Linked DNA regions of Mus musculus: region 2 is linked to region 1. Evidence: chromatin contacts called from public Hi-C data. All regions are on one chromosome and are shown on one strand. Each heading gives the region's core, a stretch centred on a gene start, on an enhancer-like site or on the middle of the called end of the contact. The rest is flanking DNA. Distances are from core to core; before and after follow the strand shown. Region 1 has its middle 93 kb from the start of Dpt. Region 2 has its middle 29 kb from the start of 4930568G15Rik.

Region 1 (4,957 bases), core at 1,016-3,515:
CAGACAAAAAAAACAATAAAGGAAAGCCAGAAGTCACCATGGAAACGACAAAGTAGTTTACGTCTCTAGGAGTTGGCTACAGTGAGTTCTCACTTTTTCTCTGACTTCCATTACCATTTTAAGTAAACCTTTTCATGATCCTTTCTTCTGCCACCGTGACAACAGTTGCCATGAGCATGTCACCAGAACTCACCGGAAGTGGCCAGTGTTCTTCTCAGATTCATCCATCAGATATTCCAAGGTGCCAGAGAGTGGTCAGTGCTGGCACTTGGGTTTATGGTAGGTCCTCAGGGAGCAAAGGAACATGCAAGGGATGGTTTATACAATGAGAAAGTGCAAAGACACAGCAGTGGACGAAAATTCCCCTCATCAGGAAGTGACACGGGGGAGTCAGGGTGCTTGCTGTTCTTTGACTGCTCTCCCGACGTTCATATGTTGAAAACTCAGTTCCCAAGTTTATGTTGATAGTATTTGAAGATAAAGCCTTCAGTGGGTAATTAAAATTAGATGAGGTCACAGACTGATATCTCTGTCTTCCTCTTTTCACCAGGAGGAGAAAGAGACCCTCGAGGACCCTGGCTCTATTTTACCTGCTGCCCTTGACCATGTGGTGATACTCAAATGACCATTCTGGATTCCTAGACCTTGGAACCAAAGCCAAAGAAACTTCTGTGCTTTATAAGTCACTCAACCAGGAATACTCAGTTATAGTAACAGAAAACAAAGCTAAGTCACGCAGGATGTAAGGAGATGAGCCCAGATAGAGATATAAGGCTACAGAATTAATCAGATGGAAAAATCACTCCTGTACCTGTTCATGTTAGAACTGCATCATGTTTTTATACTGGGAAAATGTATTAAATACATCCTCTGCCTGTTATAGAATGATGTAACCTCTCTTTTAGACCCATGCACATAAGTCTACCCCTAGCCACCTTTCGACCAGACATTACAGAATCAGTAGATAGTTGCTATTGCTCCAGAAGACAGATGATTTTTTTAAAGAGGATTTTATATTTTTGGAACGTTTGCTACGGGTTTTTTTTTTTTTCACTATAAAAGTCAGCACACATTTTAATTATAGAAAGTTAAATAGAGCTGAGCACAGAGATACGTGCTTTTCATTCCAGCACTAGAGACATTAAAATGGGGAAGTTTTGAATTAGGGTCAGCCTAGGCTACATAGCAAGTCCTCGGGTAACTTCAACGACATAATGAGTACTTGTCTCTCATCAAAGGAGAGAAAGACGGACAAGCAAAAGAAATGTAGAAATAACAGAAAGGTAAACTATAGCATAACAGAGAGAAATAAACATATGCACACCTTTCAAAAGTTCTTAAGATTTTGATTCGTCCTTTTGCCTGTACGCACCTCTTTTCCTTATTTACCCAAGTGTCAAGGCTGAGTTGATTTTTTTTTCCTTTTGTCTGTAGAGAAAGAAGTGGTTTAATGAGATTTCACCATAAATAGATAGCTACAAAGGTCATTCGACAGTGTTCATTGATTTTCTGTTATGTGTCGGCAGCACTGTGCTGAGCCCTGTAAAGGGTAGTAAACACAATACACGCAGCGCATGGCCATGTTGGTTGCCATGGCAATGTAAAGGCCCAGGAATAAACAGGCTCATTCTGGGTATGCCTAGCAAAAACTGCTTGCTGGCGCTCAACTTGTCCCTTTCCCTCTTGGTCTTGGAGTTGTTCGTTCGAGTGGCCACTTTGGAAGGCCTCACGGCTCTTGTCCTCTGAATACTTGTGTTTCTCAGATGAAGCAAACAGGGTATGTTCAAGGTCAAGCTTTGTCCTAGTTCCTAGACCCGCATTGACTTCGTGATGCTTCCCTTTCTCTGGCAGGCAGTGCTAGCCCCTGCAGTGTGCCCCCTACCTATCACTGTGGCATCCAGAAGAAAAGGGAAACCAGAGAATGGCTCTGTGTAAGTCACCAACCCTAACAGGCTGCTTCCTTCCTGCTACAGGGCTGAGAAGACACAGAACCAACAGAGGCAAACACCTCATGAAGAGGTGCCATGCGTTGTTTGCTTGTTTTGTGGGTTTTGTTTTGGTTGATTTTTTTTTGTTTTGTTTTTTTGTTTTTGTTTTTTTTTTTTTTTTTTTTTTTGGCTTACAAAAACAAAATGGTCACTGCTTCGTCCCAACCCAAACAGCCAATCGTCAGCAGCCGGGCAATCAATCAGGGAGCAGGTGAGTTAGAATCACCCACCTTTGCTCCACAATGAATGGAACAGCCAGTTCCTAAATCTCCACTGACAACCAGGTCGTCTCCATTCTTGGGCAGCGGAACACTTCAGTTATGAGTTAGAGGTCATCTTTATGAGTTAGGGGACTGCAGTTTTTGTAAAGTCTGTACCTAAATGGACTAACATTTACCTACATTGAGCCACTTGGAACAATTACAACTTATACATCACATCCTTGTAATGTGCTCAGACCAGAATCACCTAGGACCTGATTGGTATCGTTGTGAGACAGTACTGATGGGTAATTGAAGAACAGGCCTAGTACAAGGATCAGGAAATACTGGCGACTTTACCACAGTGGGGTTCAGAAAAGCTAGGAACTTCCAGACACGTGGGGAAAGCTATCTTCCTCTCCCTAGCTGTTTATCCTGGGAACATAAGGTTATTGTTACAGGAGCTGGAGGTTCCTTGAACTTTAGAGCTATTCAGGCAATCACGTGTCTCTGTCACCCCTACTAAATGCCTTTGGAACAGGGGAAAGTCATTTGTCTATAGTTAAACATTACACTAGCCATGCCTGCTTTGAATGGGCAAACAGTAAAACATGCAGCAAAGGGTGAGAGAAAACACTTGAACTTAGAACCAAAGGATACAAGTTAAAGTCCTTTTAGATGGTCTACCTTTGAGTCTGTACTGCTTCTCTCAGTTTAATACCAATATGTTTTCTGATACTCTCCCATATAAAATATACATTAGCTGCTTTTTTTTCTATCATAGAAGTGTGTGTGTGTGTGTGTGTGTGTGTGTGTGTGTGTGTGTGTGCCATATACAGAGGTGTATGAGTACTCACAAGCTCAGGTACATGTATAATTTTTATCTTTTTCATTAAACTGACTCTTGTAAGACCAAGACTTGACTCCCTAACTTACCTGACCGCTATAGCATGAGGCTGTGATCAGCATTTTGCGAGGACTCTTAGTAGGCTCAAAGTAGACAGTGTTTCATGAAATATAAACCTCTGGGTGATCATAAAGTGTGGTCCTGACATGCATAAATTATTTCATGAAAACCTCAGAGCGGATTGGCAGTCAACACTGGAGGTGGAGCTGAGATACTGATATGTTGATCTTCAGGGTTATATGTGTTAGTAGCTTCTCTAGTTAGAAAAATAAATGCATTCAATGCCAGGCAGCTCCTTTAGGATTTACCCAGGAGGCCCATGGACAGATGTCAGATGTCCACGGTAACTGAAGCCTCAAGCTATTGGTTACTATGCTGTCGTTGATATGAAATATAGCAAAGGCCGTGCTTACTTTTAGATAGCACCTACATTTTCAAAGATGTTTTTATTAATTATATTCCTCTTATTATAGTTCATGTTAGTTGATAGTTATTCATTACATTTGATGAATATAAAACATGTCGGAATTCACACTTGAAGGTGAGACTTAGCAGACTCCATCAGTCCTTTGCGAAATCTTCAGAGAACTATGGATGGGTAGGATGCCCTTCAGAATAGTTTCTTCAGTTAGAATCCTAGAAAAGCTTTTACCTGGGGCATCTGGCTTCAGTATCCTACTTACTGCCACTCCTCAATCAGTCACTGAGTTCCAGTACATGGCTGAAAAAGAGACTAACTACTGGCTTGCCACTAAAAGAGCTATGTGACTTTGAACGGTCACTTACCTCTTCTGAAAGTCATTTCCTTCCTTATGGCTTTGGAAGAACGTTGTATTTCAGACTTGTGCATGTTAAGAGCAACTAATGACATGTGAAATTTCTTTGTAGAAAGAATTATCATCACTTGTTTTTCTGTTGCTAGGCTGCAACATTCTGACTTAAAGAAACTTGGAGAGTGGAGAGAAGAGGAGCTATTTGGCTTACACCTCTAAATCAGTCTATCATTAAGGGATACCAAGGTAGTAACTCAAGTTGGGAACATGGGAGCAGGAACTGAAACAGAGACTATAAGAATTGCTAATTATTGAGCTGCTTCCTTATACAACCCAGAACCACCAGCCCAAGGATGCCGCTATCCACAATGGTCAGAGCCCTCCTCCATCAAGACAATGTCCCACAGACATGTCCATAGGCCAACTGGATGGAAGTAATTTCCCAGTTGAGGTTCCTTCTTTAAGTATATCAAGTTGACCACCAAGAATAGCCACCATAAGCCTACCCCTTCTCAACTTGACACAAAACCACATCATTTTAAGCCATATCCTTTCCTTTCTTGTTTTCCCCATAACATTAATATTATAATATGAAATAGAACTCTAAAAGTCCCCAGTCTTTATGAATTCAAATGGTTTAAAAGTTCAATTCTCTTCAAAATATATGAAGTCTCTTAACTGTGTAATCTTATAAAATAAAAAAACAAATTGCATACCTTTTTACTAAAATGAGGAAGAACCTGAACACAAAAAAATGATCCCATTTAAACAAAACCAGCATCCAGCAGTATAGCTCAATAACTAACATCTGAGACTCACAATTTTCTGGGCTCCAAAGAACTTGGATAGCTCTTCCTATCCTGTTCTGCCAGTCGCAGTACACACAGTCGTAAAGGGTTGGTCTGTCTATATCAGCCCCAGTTGCCAAATAATGACACAGAGTCTTATCTCTTTATGAATTAATGTCTAGGCCTTAAGCTGGGCTTGTTCCTACAACTAGCTTATATCTCAACTGACTCATTTATACTATTCTATGTCTGCCACATGGCTAGGTACCTCTCCTCAATTTCATACATCCAACTTCTTCCT
Region 2 (4,909 bases), core at 1,299-3,798, 420 kb before region 1:
TTTGATGTGGGTTTTCTATGGGTGGGGTTTTCTATTAGCATGGGGGGGGTGGTCAGTTTAAGATGTAACACTCTTAGAGTCCCAGGATAGATACCTGCCAGGCTTATCTGCTCCCAGGCTGGATCTATGGAGGCAAATGAGGACCTGAGCCAAGGGAAGAACTTAGTAATTGAGTCCAGAGGCAGTATGGGATGTCTGTGGGGCAATTTCTGGGCTTGCAGCTGGATAACAAAGAGAAAGATATTCGTGAGGCTAGGGTGATGGATAATTTGAAGATCATCTCAACCATTTCGTACCTTTAATTCCCATGTCTGCGAGAAGGGCAGGCTTGAGTTACCTTTAATGTAATCTTAAATGGTCAGTGGCATCATACCTGGCTATCATTCCCTTTGGGAATACTACTAGTTGACTATGGTAATACATACCCGCGCAAAAGTGAAACCTGGGGTTCAGTAGGTTGGCTGACTCCAGGCTTCTCAGTTCCTACAGAAGCAAACTGAAGCCTCCTGTGAATAGGAATAAGTAAGACTTTAAGTCGCTTGTGGATGGTGGGATGGCTCAGTGGGTAAATGCAAGTCTGAAGAGCTCAATTCCCAGAGCCCTCCCAAAAATGGGAGGAAGGAACTGACTTCACAGATTAGCCCTCTGATTCTCATACTCACTGTGGTACATCACACACACACACACACACACACACACACACACAATCACACAAACAAATTATACACATACCACATATAGCATACCACACACACACATCACCCCTACACATATCACACTCATCACACACATTACACACACATCACACAGACACACATCACCCCCCCACATATCATACACACGTCACAAATAACACATTATATACACGTACATACACACACACCAATAAATAAAAAGGCTAAAAAAAGCCCCCCCCCACTTCTAAGTTGGCTTTTTCCACTTTAATCAGTCAAATGTGTTTTTTTCTGTCTTGTGTCTGTGCCCTGCCTGTCGAGGCCAGCTGCCAAGACTGTGGCAGCAGAGCGCTCTAGACTTCTGATAGTCAGTACAGCCGCTCTCACGAAGCCTTCCTTAGCTAAATAAAATTAGGTAAGTTTGTTTTATCTTGAGTTTTTCTTCTAATTGCTTCAGAGTTATTCCTATCCAGGGCTGGGGACATAGCTCAGTTGGTAGGGTGCTTGCCTAGCGCACCCTGGCTTCTCTCTCCAGCCATTACAGAAACCCTTCAGTAGGGGCACATGTTTGTGGAGGGAGGAGGATCAGAAGTTCAAGGTTACCTTTGGCTACCTAGTGAGTTCAAAGTTAGCTTGGGTTACCCTGTCTCAAGCAAAGCCAAAGCAATTATTGCACGATAACCTTCTACATGGTGAGCACATGTCTTCAGTTTCCCACGAGTCTTCATTCTTCTTTGCTGGGTGTCGTAGTTAGCTCTGCCATTTCGACAACCTATAATCAACTGGGAAGAGTATGTCAACGGGAGGTTATTTACCATGGCTTGGCCAGTGGTGTATCTGTGAGGGACCTGTCTTATGTAACTTAATTGATGTGGAACTCTCAGCTCACTGTGGGCGGCACCATGTCTTAGGCAGGAGCCCTAAACTGTTTCCGAGTGGAGCTCTTGGGGCTGGGAAGATTGCCCAGTGGTTAACAACAAAGGAGTGGAGTTTAGATCCCAGCATCCATACCAGGTTGGCTCACACCTGCCTGCAACTCCAGCTACCCGGGGTACAGTGGCCTCCGGGAGCCTTTGTTCTCCAGGGAACATACTCTCCTGCCAAATACACATACCCAAGCCAACCTTGACCGAAGAGTGGCTAAATCATGCTGCGCCTAGCGAGGGATCATGCACACATTTCTTTTTCTCAGTTGTTGGTTGTGACTGTGATGTGACTGGGAGTTTGAACAGAAAGAAACCCTTTCCCAGCTGAACTGCTCTCTGTCAGTCTGCTTTTGTCACAGCACCAGAAATGAAGCCAGGGCATTCAGCGTCCTCAGAGTCTCTCCTGTGACACAATTTCCAGGGTTCCAGTCAACGTGGGTCCTCCCTTTTCTCTGTGCTGGTCCAGGGCTGAGTGTTGCTTGCAGACATGTTTCTTCTGTGGTTGTACTCAGTAGAACATCTACCACCATCTACAAATCTGTGAAGTCAGTTCCTTCCTCCCATTTTTAGGAGGGTTCTGGGAATTGAACTCAGATCATCAGACTTGCATTTACCCACTGAGCCATCCCACCATCCACATCTATCTCCTCCAGACACTAAGCTTTGATATTTTTGGGTGCCATTTAAGTGGACACCTCACATCCCCTCTCTGTGTGTGGTCAACCTAAACAAGACTTTCTCCAGGACTTGACTCTTAGATTCCCTGGGATAAATCTGTGGAAAAAATTTTTGAATGAAATTCTACCACATGGTACTTTATTAAACTGTAACAGCATATACCACAGCGAATATGAGAAGCCCAACTCAGTATCTTCTTACACATTAACAGAAGCACAGGCCACAGGGAAGTTCCAAGAGCAGTCCGGGCCAAAAATTACTTTCTCAAAAAAGGGAATCGGTTTATTCATTAACTCCCGGTTCGTGGTAAACCAAATTGATCCAACGTCCTGCCCCCTATCCTTCTGAGGAATGGAAGTTCATAGCTTGGTTATTAAAAGTCTGGGGGAGGTCTTGTGCGAATGTCCCTAAGCTGGGGCTCTGTGTCACAGAGGACAGCCAGTAATCCTCGGACTAATTTTCAGCGAAATCATCATCATCGTCATCGTCATCGTCATCACCATCACCAATTTCTTATTCGTGTTTGCTTTTAGGTGGTTGAGGGGGTTCTCTCCAGGCCCTCGACGGGGAAAAGTCGGGCACGGAGTCTTCGCGGTGTGCATGTCAGGGCTCGAGTGGAGACCTCTTTCTCTCCCTCTACAGCTTAGGTTTTGGAGCCGTTTGCTTTCCGCGGGAGACTGTAGGGCCTGAGAAAAAGCACACTATCTGTTCCGTGCCTCTTCCTCCCCGACGTAGTGGTCAGGGAGGGCGCCCTGTGAGGAAGCGGGTACTAGGTTTACGTGATCTAGGTAGGATCCTCTAAGATCTGCTGAACCTGGCCTGCCCTGGTGATGGGTAGCTGGGAAGGCATTAGACCCAGCTGTAAATGTGTAATTCTCACCCTTGAACCAGAGCCAACCATGTTCCTCAGAACTCTGCACAAAATCATCTATGCCCACCGCATTGCCCGCTAAGCTACCGCAGTTGCAGCCTCTAAACCGATACACACTCGCCGCCACGAGGGGGCAGCAAAAGCCCGGCTCGCCAACATCCCGCATTGCGTAAAGGCCTCCTGCTGCAGAACTTAAAAAAAAAAAAAAAAAAAAAAAAAAAAAAAAAGATAGAAAGAAAAGTGATGCAGCATAATTTTCCTTTTTAGAGAAATCACCATCCATATAAGGCTCGCAGCTTTAAGGTTGTGGAGTTAACTGGTACAGCCTGGATGAGAACTGTGTTCTGGTTTAGGTTAGGTTAAAAACAAAACAAACAAACAAACAAACAAAAAAAAAACCAAAAAACCAATAAACAGATCCCCAAAGCAAACCACCACTTCTGTATGAAGCATCTTTGGGGAGACTGTTAATTCAGTAATGGACCAGGTGCTTTACTGCTGACAATTCAGTATAGGAAAGACATGCCAGAAGCCCAGGGTGTGGCTTTCAGAGCCCCTCTCTGCCTTCTTGGCAGGGAAGAACATGAAGACTCGGCTTTGGAATTTGGAATTTGGGAGTTCTTGCCGAGACTAAGTGAATCCCAGGCAGGTGTCAGGACGAGGGGGTGGAGCAGTATTCTAATCCAGGATGAGAGGTTCTGGGGCCCCTCTGCTCCTTGGGGAGGTGGTGGGTTGAACGGATGCAAACGCCATACATAATAGCCCTGTTGCACGGCTGCCTCCCAGAGGGAGAAGAAAGGATTGGGACACAGGAAGTACAAGTCTGCTAAGGCTCTGGAAATCTGGGGTCGGCGTCCAGAGACAAAGCGGCACAGACCACCAAGTCCTTAGAAGTTGGGAGCTCCACCCTATTCATTCCCATCCCATATCATCCTTACCTCCCCCCCTCGCCCCGCCCCCACCATCCCTGCTTCCTCCCTGTATAAGCTGCTATTCCAGCAAGATTAAAAAACAAACACAAACCAAAACCCTGGTGTCAAAGTCTTTTAAGAAGCCAGGCCATGCCGGTTAAAGCTGTCACCTCACAGAAGTGTTCTTGCTGAAGACCAGTGCTTCAGCTTGCTTGATGGCTGGCTTAGTCACAGGATTCAGAGGCTCCAAGGAACCAACACAAAAGGCCTTTTGCCATGGACAGGAAGCAGGGCAGCTGCTGGCAGATGCTTCTTCTCTCTCCCATTCTCCCTCTCCTAAGGGCAGGAAAGTGCTGGAGCCCCGTTTTTCCCTCTGTATGGCTCTGTGTGGACAGCTTTCGGGGTGTCCTTGTGAAGTGGGGTGACAGTATCTGTGTTCTGAGTCCTCCCGTCTCCCTTACCTTCTCCGCATCCAGGCTGTTGGGATGAGAGAATTTAGCTTCTCGTTCTGGGTCAGCACAGCCCCCAGCCCATGCAAATCTATCTCAGACTCCTCTCTCTGGTGCAGACATCGCAGGAAGCGCCCGCTGCTTCTTCCATGATGCTTAGGGTGAGGGTGGGGTGGCGTGAGAGACTTCAAGAAGTCAAGAAAGACACACTGCCCGGGAGCAGCAGGAAGGCTTTCTGGTTAGGAAGGCTGCGAGTTTCTTGGATGGCTTACATTGTTGCAATTTAATCCAATTAGGCGCTGGGTGTACACTTGTCAAGAAAGACAAAGCCTTGGCAAGATAAGTCAAGGTGAAAGCCTGACTTAATGGTTTCCTAGGTGGTTAATTGGCCGACTCGTGC

The links. A called contact is a pair of places that touch in the nucleus more often than the background predicts.
Region 2: a contact with region 1 is called in a Hi-C map of liver, with 4 times the contacts expected there. The contact joins two enhancer-like sites. A contact is called at or near these places in 3 of 484 Hi-C or Micro-C datasets (all in liver), 2 of 115 datasets of contacts at active chromatin or transcription factors (cardiomyocytes and kidney) and 1 of 9 other capture datasets (embryonic stem cells).

What each region holds. Positions count from the first base shown.
Region 1 is chr1:164,701,514-164,706,470 of GRCm38.p6, reverse strand. No RefSeq gene overlaps it. Among named protein-coding and RNA genes, the nearest start is that of Dpt, 93 kb to the left of the region's middle. Within about 2 kb of position 2,265, at least 69 of the 459 cell types and tissues checked have an H3K27ac peak or open chromatin away from gene starts, as enhancers often do. A contact at or near this core is called in liver, where this site is marked.
Region 2 is chr1:165,118,915-165,123,823 of GRCm38.p6, reverse strand. No RefSeq gene overlaps it. Among named protein-coding and RNA genes, the nearest start is that of 4930568G15Rik, 29 kb to the right of the region's middle. Within about 2 kb of position 2,548, at least 22 of the 459 cell types and tissues checked have an H3K27ac peak or open chromatin away from gene starts, as enhancers often do. A contact at or near this core is called in liver, where this site is marked.